Linked DNA regions of Sus scrofa: region 2 is linked to region 1. A link is a contact called in public Hi-C data. All regions are on one chromosome and are shown on one strand. The core of a region is the stretch at or near the end of the contact, and the rest is flanking DNA. Distances in the headings are between cores, read along the strand shown.

What was found. Hi-C and Micro-C count contacts between places; a contact is called where the count stands out from the background.
Region 2: a contact with region 1 is called in a Hi-C map of mesenchymal stem cells, with 2.5 times the contacts expected there. The contact joins the enhancer-like site here to the promoter of ADD3 in region 1. A contact is called at or near these places in 7 of 47 Hi-C or Micro-C datasets (alveolar macrophages, blood, fetal heart ventricle and 3 more) and 2 of 2 datasets of contacts at active chromatin or transcription factors (alveolar macrophages and skeletal muscle).

The regions. Positions count from the first base shown.
Region 1 is chr14:120,447,150-120,455,106 of Sscrofa11.1, forward strand. It overlaps ADD3 (gamma-adducin), which reads left to right and starts at 4,272. Exons shown (of 15, transcript XM_001924738.5): 1 at 4,272-4,593.
Region 2 is chr14:120,519,608-120,527,564 of Sscrofa11.1, forward strand. The region is part of intron 1 of ADD3 (gamma-adducin); the gene reads left to right. Among named protein-coding and RNA genes, the nearest start is that of ADD3, 72 kb to the left of the region's middle. Within about 2 kb of position 2,659, at least 3 of the 83 cell types and tissues checked have an H3K27ac peak or open chromatin away from gene starts, as enhancers often do.

The sequences.
Region 1 (7,957 bases), core at 3,022-5,521:
GTACAGGAGGATCACTTGGGGTGCTTAAAAAACCCTCAATCCAGCACCACCCCCAAAAGATTCTAATTCTAGGATATGGTCCAGGAATCAGCATTTTAGGAAACACTCCAAGTAATGCTGTTGCTGGTGGTTCCTGATCACTTTCTAGAAATAGTGCCCTAAGGATCAAAATACCAGCTTTTAAGATCATGTCATTCAGACTTGTATATTAAAAGCATCTGAAATCATTAGGCATGTGACCATAGATACAGAGGTAAACTGATGTATTTTAGGCTTAACATAGCAAATGCATACTTGGCATTCATTTTACAATTTCTGTACACAGAAATCTTAAATTGACTTTGCGTGAGTTTTTATGTCCTCTCTATGAGCAGGCCTCTTATATGGAGTATCTGACTTATAGCAATTCTTTATTAGTTGTTTGTGTATTAGCAGTTTTTTATTTAGCCATGATGATTTTAAAAGACTTACCAAATGGAAATGAATACATGACAAGAAATACTTTTGGGGAGAAAAAAATGAGGAGGACCCCAAAGGTGATATTTTATAAATGTTCCAGACATTTAACATGCCTGATTGCTTAAACAGTTGTATAAGGACCTGTCAGGTATTTAGCTGAGGTAATTCTTTAAACCATATAGGTTACATAGTGCTAATAAAATATGTTGATGAATCCTTGAGTATTGCCCCGATTTATGTCTCCTTGGGGAGTGGCGAACTCATTAACATGGTTTCCATATCAGTTCTTCCTGCTTTGCTGCTGGAGTACTTTCCAGACTGGCTTGGCACAAAAGTGTGATCAAATCATAAGTAGCATGGCTGAGTTTCAAACTGAATGGTTCACCTAACCCCACTGATTGAATATATGACATTACATAGTATGAAAAGGTGGTTGTTCTTCGCTGAGTTTACTTTTCTGTCTGAGAGCTTTAAAAGGTAAATTTGGGGGAAGGGGATGGAGGAGTGCCCTCTACATAAATTCTTAGCTCTTCATGTTGCCTGTGCTAGCTGAGAAGTTGTTAAATTGGGAGCCGCAGGGTGCAGGTGTAAGCATGCGCTCAGAGGGAGCGAGAGAAACCTGTTTGCCTTCTAAAACAATAAGTAGTAAAACAGGTTGTTTAGGGTAAAGTCCCTTGAACTCGGTAATTGATTTTAAATACATCTGCCTATTATAATACCTTCTATTTACAAAGTGCTTTGAAAAGTTCAAAGCATTTTTACCTTTATTATCATTTGAGCTTCATAACTACCCTATGAGTTAGAGACAGCAGATATTATAATCCACCACCACCACTTAAAAGATGGCTAAACTGAAGCAAAAGCATGTCAAGAAACTTGTCTGAGGTCACATAACCAGTTGGTTTCACAACTAGAACTAGAGCACCAGGATTTTGAAACCTAATCCTGTGCTTTCCTGGCAGAGTGTCTCTGGCTACTGCTTTATCTACCCAGAGTTCATGTGGAGATTTGTGGTTACAGTTTAATTGGAGAATACAAATCGGGCATACCTAAAGAGCTCTACAGAAGGGAGATTGTTTCTCTTAGATCATGACTGTGTTGGAAGGGGGGGGGGGTAAAGAATGAAGTCAGTTGTTTTAGACAGTGCAAACTACAAACAAACAAAAACACTCTGTAATCAGTTTCTGAATATTTGGGGAGCTATTCATTCATTAATTTGTGTATTCATTTTTTTAAAGTATCTTTTAAGTGCCTTTATATGAGAGATTGTGCTCAGTACTTTGGGGAAGATACAAAGAAATGCATTTAATTTTAAGGGGTTCCTTCAAATTATACAAATAACAGCTATTTTATTCATTGTCCATTACCACCTGGTAGAAGAAATGAAATGCCTTCCTTTCAGAAGAGCAAGACAAATAAAAATGGATGAAGAAACAGGGCAACTAATTTCCTTCAATTCTACTCCTGTAGAAGGGTTTAAAAAAAAAATCTAGGTACACAAAACACCAAGTTTGCTATGTCATCTAATCTAAGGTAATGCCCCTTTGAGACTAGGGAGAATGGGCTTAGGTTAGTGCCAGGTTCCTTATCAGGAATACAAGATCAGGATTTAAGGAAAAATGTTAGTATCTAGACCCAAAAGCAACTTCCAAAAATCATCTCTGAAGGCCAGAATTAAGTCTCGCCAATACTTAACCCTACCTGGATCCAAACGCACTTTTCCTCCTGGCAGCTTAAGCATGCAGACAAAAGGTAACAGAGGTGCAATGGGTGCAAGAGGCAAGTGGCAGTGTTGAAGGGTCTGTCATTTGGGTGGAAGATAAGTAAGAGTTTGCAAGTGTTGAGAGTTTCCTTAGAGGTCACTTAAATCTCTCTCTCTCTCTCTCTCTCTCTCTCTCTCTCTCTCTCTCTCTCACACACACACACACACACACACTTCCCTAGACAAATTTCTTTACTTTCTAGCATAAACACCTCCAAACCTGAAGGCAAAATTTGTGTTAATATTTACACATATTATAAGCACTTGTTTGATATATATTTTTAGTTTATACTACATGTACACAAATGGTGTCATTGAGTGAAACCACTTTTTTTTTTTTGCTGTGACAGGTCTTGCTCAGCCCCCACTATGGGTTTGTGAAACATTGTGTATGCTCATATGTGTTGTTATTTGTCTTGTGTGTGAATAGTGGAGACTGAGTTAAGTCCCCTGTGTCCCATATTACTCCTCTGGGTTTCCATTTTTTCCACTTGTGAAATTAGAGTTGGAGTCAGTGAGCTCTAAACTGTTCCAACTCTACCATCTGACGTTGTACCAGTTTTTAAAATACACCGTTAAACATACATTTTGTACTCCACTCAGTCAGTATCCTTAACCAAATTGGTCATAGTTGGGTACAAAATCATAAGTCAGATAAAACTAAGTTTATTCACTTTACAAAAAGATATTTGATTTGCAAAATAATTTCAGAATAGTGGAAAATAACAAAATCTGGCTATACATTTAAAATATAGATTTATTTATTTATTTCTTCTTCTTCTTCTTCTTCTTCTTTTTTTTTTTTTTTAGGGCTGCACCTGTGGCATATGGAAGTTCTCAGGCTAGGGGCTGAATTGGAGCTACAGCTGCTGGCCTACACCACGGCCACAGCAATGCCAGATCCGAGCTACCTCTGAGACCTACACCACAGCTTGCAGCAACACAGGATCCTTAACCCACTGATTGAGACCAGGGATGGAACTCGAGTTCTCATGGGTACTAGTCGGGTTCATTACAGCTGAGTCACAAGGGGAGCTCTCTATATTTATTTTTAATCCAAGTTTTTAGGAAAAGTAGTGTAGAGTCAGACATACATGCATTAAATAATGAAAATATAAACATTTAAATGTCATAAAATCATAGTATTTTGGAATGTGAAAGGAAATCTCAACCCAATATCCTTATTCTACAATTTAGGGAACTATGAAACAGAAAAGTTTATTTACTTGGTCAAGAGCACATAGGTAGTTAACAAAGGCTGTGCCAAAAAAATCAATTGCAGGATATTTTCTGCATTTTTCTCTATTTATATTTTGGGTCCACACCTCCTCATTTACCTGTGAAGGAAAAAAATCACAGATGTTCACTGCTCAAATTTAAATATTATTTAAAATAAAACAAAGTTATAATGCAGACTCCCAAGTTCCTCATGTGTAGACACATCACATTTTAATAGTGTAAATAGTAGATTTGCAGGCATTTAAAGTAATCTACTTGAGTTCTTAATTTTGCTGAACTCTGCCACTGAAATAGCATAGTACCCTGCTACTATTTTCTAAAACTATTTCAGATATTTTTGTTTTTCTATAAATAATATTATTTGATAACTACACCTTGATCTCTGTCAATAATATATTTTCTTTTCTTTTTTTATTGAAGTAGAGTTGATTTACAATGATATATTCTCTAATACATTCATTGAAATTCCAGATATGCTTATAAGTGTAAGACTTTACTCCATTGCCCCCAATCATGTGTTTTATTATTTTTCACGTTCTTGTATTAAATAGTAAATAACCTCCCTTTAAATAGTTATCACTTTAGTGCAATGATTAGAAATTAAATATTAACACAAAATACTAGTCAGTTTCAAGGCACATCACTTTATTTTTGCCATGCACCCCAGAGTTTGCAGTTAGCAGGGCTCTTTAAAACTAATGCTTCTAGCATTTCATTGACTCACACTAAATTGGTCCCTAGATCACCCAGTTAATTTTAACCTTGACCTCCCACAGCTGTATTGCCTTACTCAGCCCAGAAAAACTCCCTGCTTCCACCCTTTCTGCCTCTTATGAAGCAATAGTGCAGAGGAAAAACAAAACCCATTCCTTTAAGAAAGATTCCGCCTCCTCTCTTTTAAGCAAGCGCCTAATGCTAATTGTGGAGTCTCTACTAAAGTCACACACTTTACTACTCAGCATTGGGAGAAGCTGCTGCTGCTGCCGCTGCAGCTGTTACCGCTGCCGCTGCAGCCGCCGCCGCCACCGCGGGTCTGAGGCTGCAGTAGGTTTCTGTGCAGCATTGCAGATCCACACCTAGAAGACACACGCGTCTACTACGCTGGACACAAGAAAGCCTTAGATCCTCAGTGGGTAAGCAAATCTTTTATCCATTTTGTCCAGAAACTGTGGGAAAGAGAGTGATCATGGAAAGGATTGCTCATCAGACATGCTTAAGATGGATTATGTTAATTTGTCTCCCTTTTTGGGGGGGGGTCCTAGATTTGTGACTAGCAAATGCCCTGTATAGGGGAGACTATTGTCTGATACGTGCCCTTAACATACTTTTGGGGGGCTGTTCATAAAAAGGTAACCTTAATGAATTGCCAAGCTTTTCATTCTCTGCTTTTTAAATGCAAGAAAACATCCAGCCACTCCCAATATTTCTCTCAAATACTGCAGATATTTTAAAATCCCAAATAAAATGACAGGCAGAACATTTTCTAAATATTTTCTACCCAAAGCCAGGAAGCCTTCCCCACGATCCTTTAGGGGTATCTAAAAACCATAAGACATCGTTAGATTTTGAGCATATGGGAGATGGTGGTAGACTAAAATTTCTTAAGGTTTAGTCCAGTGCAGAGAGAAAATAAGGATAAATGAATCACAGTTTGGGCCAAGACAAGATTCATTTTCCACACTTCATATGTGGGAAGAGGAAACTACATTTTAATTAGCACATTTTTAGGGAGGAGGGAGGGGATGAAGATGAGGGGGATGGCATGAAGTATTTGAGGGGGAAGAGAAGAGTCTGCAGAAGAGGAAGGAAATGAAATGGAGTGTTGCCAATGCCTTGGAAACGAAGAGAGATAAGGGTGGGGAATGAAGTTTGTTGTGTGTGTTAGGGTGGGGTTGACCCAAGGGACCATGAATAACCAGAATGGCGCTCAGCCGGGCGTGCTTGGGAGTGGATTCGTGCCTGTGGAGGACATGTACGCCAGAGGGATGTGCAAGTCGTGGGTGGCAGAGAAAAGTGTGCGTTGCTGGGAGGTCTATTTCTAGAGTAGGTCGTGTCTGGGAGGTGGGGGGTGGGCGGCCCTAGTGTCACCTGTGGATGGATCCACAGCCCTGCAATTGCGTGTTGCAAAGTTTACCCGCCCCCAAATTCATTTTGAAGGCTGGCGGTGCTTTGACTTTTCACCTCCCAGAGGTCAGCTGTCATAAGGTCTCAAGGCCAGGAGCCAAAGTGGGGATGAGACCCTTGATACCCATCAAGTAAGCAGGATTGAGAGAGCGCCTGCCCTGCCCCTCTGAGGAGGTGAGTAGAGGGAGGAGGCGCCCCCATAGGCAACTATGATGAGAATACCCAGGCCTCTCCTATGGGGGGCGTGCGGAGGTTGAACCTTAGCAGTGGCCTCCTGCTGAAGACCCAGCAGCCAGTGGCTAACTAAGAGCTGTGGCTTAGCCTCAGGATTAGGAGCTCTCTCAGGTTAGGGAGGGCGACATTTCCGAGGCGCCCCTCCTCCCCGCCTCTAGTCGGGTTTGCGTAGGAGTCGTTTACACCTCCGACCCTCAGGGGACGCCGCGGATCGAAGCTGCATAGCCACAGAAGGACGCTGAAAAGATGCTAGACTGCTGTCCCCGCCAGGCCCTCCCAGGGGCCGGCCAATAAGCCCCAGCGACCGTGTCTTCTGTGACACTCTACTGGCGGGCCGGGTGGGGGCTTCAGGGGGTGGGACCAAGGCTCTGGAGGGGAGTACGGGACCACGAGGGGCGGAGCCTTGGGAGGCGGGGCCAGGAGTGTCCCAAGATTCCGAGGGGCGGGGCCAGGACGCTCGGGGGCCCGAGGGGCGGGACCAGGGGCGCTCGGGGGCTGCGAGGGGCGGGCTTGGGGGTGGGGCCAGGGGCGCTTGGGGGCCTAAGGGAGGGGCCTTAGGGGCGGAGCCAGGGGGCGCTCGGGGGGCGCTAGGCCAGTCCCGCCAGAGCCCGAGCAGCCTGCCGGTAACGGTCGCAGAGGCGCGGGGAGGGAGGGAAAAGAAGGAGGTTTAAGTTATATTTTAAAAAACCGAGATCGAGAGCTAGAGGCATCGCGACCCAGGTGTCGTCGCTTCCTGCTACAAAGGGCTCAGCGCCCAGGTCCCTCCTTCCTCAAGCCCCTTCCTCTCCTGCCCTCCCTTCTGGAGCAGTGCGGCGCTCAAGCGGCGGCAGTGGAGGATCGCCCGGCCGCTGCAGCCCCAGCGGCCGCGGAGAAGGAGGGAGGGAAGCACAAAGCCGGCTGCGAGCTGCGAGCTGCGAGGTAATCCTGAGGGGAGGGAAGGCGCCGTCTTTCTGCCCCTCCTTCCGGCAGGGACGGCGGGCGCCCGCGCGGGCTGGGCTGTGGGGACCCTTCCAGGGGGTCGCGCGGGGTTGAGGAATGTGACCGCTCGCAGGCCTGAGGGGACTTCCTATTGGCTGCCCTTGTGGCCTCAGGTGAACCCCTTTCTCTCCGAGGGAGGTGGATCTGCAGGGGAGGATCTCGGGGCGCTGCGAGGTGGGCCTTACGAGGTGGGGCGAGGTGGGGCGATTTCCCCTGGAGGACCGGGAGTTCTGAAAATCAAGAGCTAGCTGAGGCTTCGGTGACCCGGGGGACCTTACGCTCTGAAGGTGCGCTCCAGGAGGGTGGGAGGTTCCCGCGCTTGGAAAAAAGGTGGAGGTAAGGGAGTGGGTGTTGGTTTGTTTTACCCATTTTAAAAAAACTTCTGTTACAAGTTGAAAGTGTTCAGCCAAATCTTACTCCTGCAATCTGCGTCCCCATCCCCCTCAACAGCCACACACCCCACCCACCCCACCCCTGCAAACGTATGCACGTTAGGTTGCGCTTCCTGCCCGGGTTGACAAACAGAGTTGGCAGCAGGTTCGCTTTAGTGGTGTTTGGGGCACGTCCATCCTCTTCGGAGGTATGCTTTTATAAATGAGGCAAGATTGCAGAGACAGGTAGAGTAAGGTAGGCCTCTATTAAAATGGCAAGAATGGCCTCAGGTAAACTTTTTTTGTTGCAGAGATTTAATTGCAAGTAGATGCCAGTTTAAAATGAGAGAGTGATGTAAAACCACTAATTTCTTTGGCACATGTGCTATTGCAATTGACCTGCTAGAGTGATGTGGGGAGAAACAGAATTTAAGTCAACCGAGAGGCTTTGAGTGGGGATTATATGCAAATTTGGTGAAGTTGATAAGATTGGGGGGGGGTAGGAATCTACTACATAAAGGTGTGTGCACGTTTATGTTAAATTATAAGACATTTTAGGCTTAGCAGTGTGAAATGGTTGCTTTTCTTGGAATGGAGTACATCTATATCATGCTGAGTACCTCCTGATTTTGGCCTTAGAAAATTCCTAATGAGAGTATTAAAGAGAGTAAAATAAGAATACAGTGTAATTTGTCATTTTTAAATAAGATGCTTGACTCTTTTTTTTTTTTTTTTTTTGTCTTTTTGCCATTGCTTGGACCGCTCCCGCGGCATATGGAGGTTCCCAGAC
Region 2 (7,957 bases), core at 1,409-3,908, 71 kb after region 1:
TTATTTATTTATTTATTTATTTTAGGGCCACACCTGAGGCATATGGAGGTTCCCAGGCTAGGGGTCTAATCAGAGCTGCAGCTGCTGGCCTATGCCACAGCCACAGCAACGCCAGATCTTTAACCAACTGAGCGAGGCCAGGGATTGAATCTGAATCCTTGTGGATACTAGTCAGATTCATCAACCACTGAGCCACGATGACAACTCCCAAAGCTGTTTTAATTTTAGAGGATGGGATGTGGTTCTTGTCATGGATAGGCAGCATGTGTTCTATAGCTTGAATTTAGAGAAGTGAGATTGTTAATCCTGTAAGCCGTGTGATATGTCCGCTTGGCTGCTTACCTATCTTATTAGCAATGTTGGAAGCTAAGTACTTGAAATCTGAGCAATGAGAATATTTAAATTTCCCAAGATTTAAAAAAAAAATGTTTGGTATGGCTTTTTTTTTTTTTAACAGGGTAAATTATTTGAAATATGACACACATTTACACACACATTATAAAAGCAACAATTAAAAAATGGTTCCAGGGAGTTTCCTCTTGCAGCTCAGCGGGTTACAAACCCAACTAATATCCAAGAGGATGCACTGGCCTTGCTCAGCAGGTTAATGATCTGCCCTTGCTGTGAGCTGTGGTGTAGGTCACAGATGTAGCTCAGATCCTGCATTGCTGTAGCTGTGACGTAGCCTAGCAGCTACAGCTCCAGGTCGACCCCTAGCTTGAGAATTTCCATATGCCACAGGTGCAGCCCTTTTTTAAGAAAAAAAGAAAAAAAAAAAAAAAATGGCTCCATGGTCCCATACCTTTAGATGGAGCAAATCAAAACAAAAGTACTATTTCTGGGAGTTCATTGATGGCCTGTTGGTTAAGGATTCAATGTTGTCATTGCTGTGGCTTGGGTTCGATCCCTGGTCCAGGAACTTCTACATGCTGAGGGTATGGCTGAAAACAAACCAACAAAAAGTGTTTTTAATAAGAAACTGCATGTGTTATGAGTGATTCATATATTGTGTGGCCATATCACATTTTATTTTTACTTGTTTTCTATTCTGTCTTTGAACTTTTCTCCAATATTTGTAAATGTAGGTTTTTTATTTTTTAATTTTTTTATGGCCACACCCATGGCATATGGAAGTTCCGGTCCCAAGGATTGAATCCAAGCTGCAGCTGCAACCCATGCCACGGCTGTAGCAACTCCAGATCCTTAACCCACTGTGCCAGCCAGGCCAGGGAGCAAAGTCACACCGCCACAGAGACAAGCTGGATCCTAACCAGTGCACCATAGTGGGAAGTCCTTGATTATAGGCATTTTTAATAGTACATAAATATTTATTCTTCATTTTTATGTTGATATTTATATGTAGTCTTTCTCATCTTTTAAAAGGTGCTTAATAAAAAGTGTTGTTTTAAAAAGTATTATGCTATAGTTGAGTCAAAGCCATGTTTTTTTCCACTGGAAGTTTTAGCATTCTTCAGATACAATACCGGCTCGCTAGTTTGGTTAATTTTTGTTTTAAATTGGAATCATGCCCAATCTTTAGACCTAATATTTTACCGAATTTGAACCTCAACTTTATTAGGCTTATCTCACCAATCATTTTATATAATGTTTATTTATTTATTTATTTGGTCTTTTTAGGTCCGCACCCACGGCATATGGAGGTTCCCTGGCTAGGGGTCTAATCAGAGCCGTAGCCAGCCTACACTACAGCCACAGCAATGCTAGATCCTAGTCATGTCTGCAGCCTATACCACAGCTTACGGCAACACTGGATCCTTAACCCACTAAGAGAGGCCAGGGATCGAACCCACAACCTCATGGTTCCTAGTCAGATTCGTTGCTGCTGTGCCACAACGGGAACTCCTATATTATGTTTAAATACATTTTTTTTAATCTAGGAAATAAAAACTTCTGAATATTAACCATATCTCATTTATCCCCAATCTTTTCTATCGTGACTTTTTAGTAATTGCTTCCTCCTTAAATCCTCTATCATCTCTTTTAACAAATAACTATCAAATATTAAATAGACAAAGGCCTTTATTCATTTACCATCGATAATATTTTTTGAACATGCCCTATGCTAGGTCCTGAGGGGCTTCGCCCTGAAGTTCCTCACAGCACATGTGAGAACTATGTCAGTGAACAGAAAATTGTGAGTCAATGTAATGAGTGCTTTGTTGGAGGTGGGCCAGAGGGCTGTGGGACTTGAGGCTTTAAACTTCAAGGTGGAGGCTTCTAGGAGGCTTTCCTTCATAAATCATCTTCGCAAGGGAGGCAAAACCAGAGTATTCCTAAAGGAGAGATTACAGAATGTGGCCAGAGATGCCCGCAGACAAGAGTTCACTTCACCAGTTTGGTGAGGCTCTCATTTTCTGAAGCATGAGCACCATGGTCAGCATTTTCATCAAGGAGTTATCTATGTTGTATTATTACTTCAGAGAACAGTTAACTTGGGGAAGAAACATCCATGCTGAGAATAAGAGCTGTTCTGTCTCTCTTATGGGTTCTAGGGCCATCTCTGACTTGTATATCATAACCCCAGGATGGCGGACTATTCTGTGAAGATAATTCCTGCGTAGAATTCATGTACCCCTTATCACCTTAGCTTTGGTTTGTTTTTGTCCAGGCCTTTTTTCTCTCTTTGACTTTTGCTCCCTCTGCCAAATCTCTTATGCTGTTCAGTTGCCCCTCAACTGTCTGGGCTTTCTTTAACCCAGAGCTTCCCCATGGTATGTGTAAAATTGGCCTAATATGAAAATAACTTGTAATGAAAAATAACTACTCTGCCTTTTCTCTCTGTTGCCACTAGTTGTGTGATGCTGTTTAACCTCCTTGAGTCTCAGTATTCTTTCTTATAAAAGGGGCATGATAGTACTGATAGAGTTCTTGTGGGTGGGACATGGGATGAGTACGTAAAGCACACAGCAGCCTGAATTATTCCAGTGGCACTTTGACTGCTTAGTGGCAGTCACTTCCCTGAGAACACAGGAGTTTGCACACAGTTGGTTTTTACTCTTTTTAAAATTGTATGTCTTTTAATAAGGTCTATGATCATCTCCCTGCCTCCCATTTTTCTGGCACTTTGCTTTTCTTTTTGGTGAGTGTTCACTCTTAGTTGTTTTGCTACTTTGATCATAACCGAGTACCCATTTACACAGGTATATCTATTCAGCAGATGTTTATGGATGGTTTCATTGTGCTAGGTGTGCTTGGTGCTAGGCTTTGGGGTACAGAGGTGATCCCATTCAAGAGGAGGAAGCACATGGAGTTCCTGTTGTGGCGCAGTGGAAACAAATCTGACTAGGAACCATGAGGCTACAGGTTCGATCCCTGACCCTGCTCATGGGTTAAGGATCCGGCATTACTGTCTATATTGCTGTGAGCTGTGGTATAGGCCGCAGACATGGCTCGGATTTGGTGTTGCTGTGGCTGTGGTGTAGGCTGGCAGCTGTAGCTCTGATTTGACCTATATGCTGTGGGTGTGGCCCTGAAAAGAAAAAAAAAGAAAGGGAAACACATGGAAGTAGCCAGCTGGTATGAGGAGTTCTGTAATGTTATTTAAAGCATTATGGGAACACAGAGGAAGGAGCTTTAAATTTTGATTAAATCAGGAAAGTAGATTAGATGGGAGCCCTGAATTCTCATTTGGTGGATAAAAGGAGGATCATGGAACTGTTTATACAAAGACAGGTAGAGATATAAGGTATATATGGTCAACATGAAGCAAAAGTCTGTGCTTTCCTCCCCCACCTCTCCAGTTCTTCTACCATAAAAGTAAACAGAAAAGAAAGCCTTTTTTTTTTTTTTTCTGATTTGAAAACTACCTTGCCTCTGGTGAATAAAGCATTCTGCTTTATGTGCAGTTATTTTATTTACATATATATGCAAAATCAGAGCAAATGTAGGGGTAGCACAAGTGTTTAAAAGCAATACATGAACGTGCATATTCTTGAACTGTGTTTTCATACTGTCAGTTTTCTCTCCACTTCCTGTGTTTCCTTCCATTGATCACTTACTTTATGCCTGGCACTTTACAAAGATTCTCTCTTTTAATCCATACAACTCTATGAGTTAAGATTCTCCTTGTTTAGCAGATGAGAAAACAGACCCAAATTTAAAAACCCAAAACCAAAAATTTGTTTAAGATGCTTTGGCTTGTAGGTAGTTGAGCTCTTCCTCTGAGCCAGCCTTATCTCTAGTTTCTGTTCTCTTCATCCTAAAATGAAGTGTAGAGCTGCTGCTTAAGAGCCTTAGAGTAAGCCCATCCAATAAATTACTGACCAGTTGGATGACTGTACAGGCAGCCAAAACTTTCTAAGTTTTAATTCCTTCACCTAAGAAATTGAGTAGCTGGAACAGATGAGTCTAATTCCTTTTAACTTTATGATTTCTTCTTAAGCTCCTTCCATGTACATATCTGATCGTTTTGTTCAAGCAAGTATAAGTTATGGGATGTAGTGGAAAATATTCCAAAGCATAGATTGCGAAGGCAAGACTCCTTGGAGTTTAAAAGTACTTTAAAAATCAAAACAGTGATTGTTTTTAGGAAAGTGGGAGAAGGGATTGCCTGGGAAGAGGCATGAGAGAACTTTTCTGGGGTTAAAATAATATTCTTTATCTTGACAGGATTTGGGGTTATACAAAGTATATACTAACATTTCTGCATTTCATTCTATGTAAACTTTACATCAAAACAAAAAAGCCGTAAGCAAATATTGAGCTCTTGGTAATGATATGCATGCAGAAGTGTTTATGGGGAATTATACTGATGCTTATAATTTACTTTAAAATGCATGAAAGATAAGATGATGAAAAGAATGGATAGATATTTGATAAAATACGTGTAGTACAGTGTTAATAGTAGAATCTAGATATTGTATATATGGTACTCATTGTAAAATTCTTTCAAATGTGCTTATATGTAAATTTTTAAGAATAACATAATACATATATATTAGTATTAAATATTATATTAATAAATTATTGAGGGGGAAATCACTTTAAGAGTGAGTTGATAGGAGTTCCCTGATGGCCTAGTGGTTAAGGATCCAGCATCGTCACCTGCAGCATCTTGGGTCACTGCTGCGGCATGGGTTTAACCCCTGGCCCAGCAACTTCCACATGCTGCAGGCGTAGCCAAAACATTGACAATTTCATATCTACAGCCTCTTCTCTCAAAGGGTCTTTGTTAATGCTACCCAAGGCTCTAGTCAGAGTTTAAGCAACCTGATTTAAACAGCTCAGAGCTTTTCTTTCCTTAGCCAACCTTATAGGTGGGGAAGTTCCTCCCCTTAGACATTTCAAACTAGTCTGAATGTCCCACAGAGCTGAAGCTTGCCAAGTTCATCTCTGTGGCTGAGTCACTAATAGTTATACCATATTTCTAGAATGAAGTGTCACCATCAGCCAAAGGCTAAACTGTTCTCCTCCCATCTCCTACCCCACATATATCCTTGGTCAGGTGATGTTTGTTGAGGAAAAGACCCTTTTTTGAACTTGTCCTTTGTTTTCAGTCTACCACATGTATGAGAATGCCTTATATTTTGTTAACGAATCACACTTCATGCTTTCAAAGCACTTATAGTCGGAGACAGTTTCTCATTGTGCTGCTTTGAGTTCTGGCACTTGAGAGCATCTTCATTCTGAAGATTATAGAATGCCCTCTCGTATTTGGAGCAGAGAATTTTCTTCTCTTCATTGGTTAAGCCCTACCCGCTAGTGGTACCGAAATTGAGCGCCCCATCCAAGTTGTATTTGAAGATATACAGGGATTAGGACGGCATGAACTCTTGGGCAGCAAAAAGCAAGGGGGAGGTACCTAGAATAATGAATTCAATCCTGGGAATAACTAATTTCATGCTAAAAAAAAAAAAAGCTGAAATACGTTTTGAATTATTTTGTTCTAAAGATGCCACCTTTTTCTTTCATGCCAGTAATTAATCACAAGTCATTTTACATCCTAATAACACAAGCTGTTTGTTTGAAAATTAGAGTTGGAGGGCAGGGAGAGAAGAGGATAGAATACTTTTTTTTTTTTAGCATATGGAGGTTCCCAGGCTGGGGGTCCAACTGGAGCTGTAGCCGCTGGCCTACGCCACAGCCACAGCAATGCCAGATCCAAGCCGAGTCTGTGACCTACATCACAGCTCATGGCAACGACAGATCCTTAACCCACTGAGAGAGGCCAGGGATCAAACCCACATCCTCATAGATACTAGTCGGGTTCGTTAACCTCTGAGCCACGAACGGAACTCCTGGAATACTTCTTTTTTTTTTTTTTTTTTTGTCTTTTTGCTATTTCTTGGGCCGCTCCCTCGGCATATGGAGGTTCCCAGGCTAGGGGTCCAATCGGAGCTATAGCCACCGGCCTACGCCAGAGCCCCAGCAACTCGGGATCCGAGCTGCGTCTGCAACCTACACCACAGCTCACGGCAAGGCCGCCGGATCCTTAACCCACTGAGCAAGGGCAGGGACCGAACCCGCAACGTCATGGTTCCTAGTCGGATTCAGTTAACCACTGCGCCACGACGGGAACTCCCTGGAATACTTCTTGAGTTATACATGAGCCCATGCTATAGTGGTTAAGCCTCTGACACTCATTAGTGAATATTTTTATTTAAAACCCACAAAACTGATGAGGAGAGGGAAGGAGAAATTTGATGACTTGAGAGCTACCCTAGAAGATTAGATCTGTAAAATTACATGAATCCCTGAAACAGGCAGGTGTATGTGAGTGCCAAATAATGTCTGAACTAACCAAGAAAAACTTGCTTTTCTTCATGGCTGTGGTAAAAGCATTGGTTCCCAACTTTCACGTTTATAAGGATTTTTTTAAGGGACTAAATACACATTGGGCAGGCAGCTGTGTAGTCCAAAAAGTATTGGCTGGATTTCACATACTGGGGGCTTGTGGATTCCTAAGAATGTCACACCTTGTCTGTGCCAATAAATCAGTGTCTATTCTTGATACTAAATCTGATGTCATTGGCAGATTTTCCTCTTTATTGGAAGGGTGATATTCAGAAGGGAGGGTTCCCCCCCCCCATGAATTTTGCTCTGAGATGTTTTTATGGTTTCTTTTTCTTTTCTTTCTTTCTTTCTTTTTTTTAATGCTATGAAATAATACTGACAAGTCCCAAGAAAACTGGATCTGGATTTCATTTTGTCTCTTCAACTCTGTGTGATCCTGTGCACATTCCTGACATGTTACAAACAGCTTGTGTCTCTGAATGTGCAGTATCAGTTTTCAGTGGTGAAAGCCCCAAAAGGAAACAGACTGACTCTTCCATGCACAAACAGCTGGGCAGTTGTGGATGGAATTAATTGCTGATATATATTGGCTCTGTTTTTCTTCTCTTGTCATTTCCTTTGCAGCTGTGAAAGTGAAGTTTGACTTGAAAACACATTTCCAGCAGTGCAAATCCAAAAAGTATCAAGATGGGATTCTTCAAATATAATTTACTACCCAAATGCTACCTTTGAGTTGTTCAATTAGGGGATTTGATGAGGAAGACCAAGGGATGGCAGCAGGTGATTCGTAATTAAGCATATGAATGAAAAAAATAATTATATCAGGCACGTGAACTATGAAGGGAGTATTCTGGAATGGGTTAACTTATCATATGGCAAGAATGACCTCATAATCCAACAAAAGGCTAGATCAGTCAGCACCTACCCCCAGGATTCTGAAAGAGGGTGTTCTAGGCCATCTCTCAAAATATTGAAATAGTCAATGGTCCAGACTGATTTATTGTTCCAGTGTAAGGGAGTAGCAGTTGGAGAGGGTATTGTGAAACATATATCATTAAAAATATTTTCCAGATCTTTTCCCAAAGCCCTTTCCATTGTTTGTTTTAAATTCTATGTAAATGATTATATAGCTTATTTTTTACATGCTTGGGTATTCTACTGAGAAACCTATTTTTTATTTCATGGCTTATAGGAGTTCAATTAA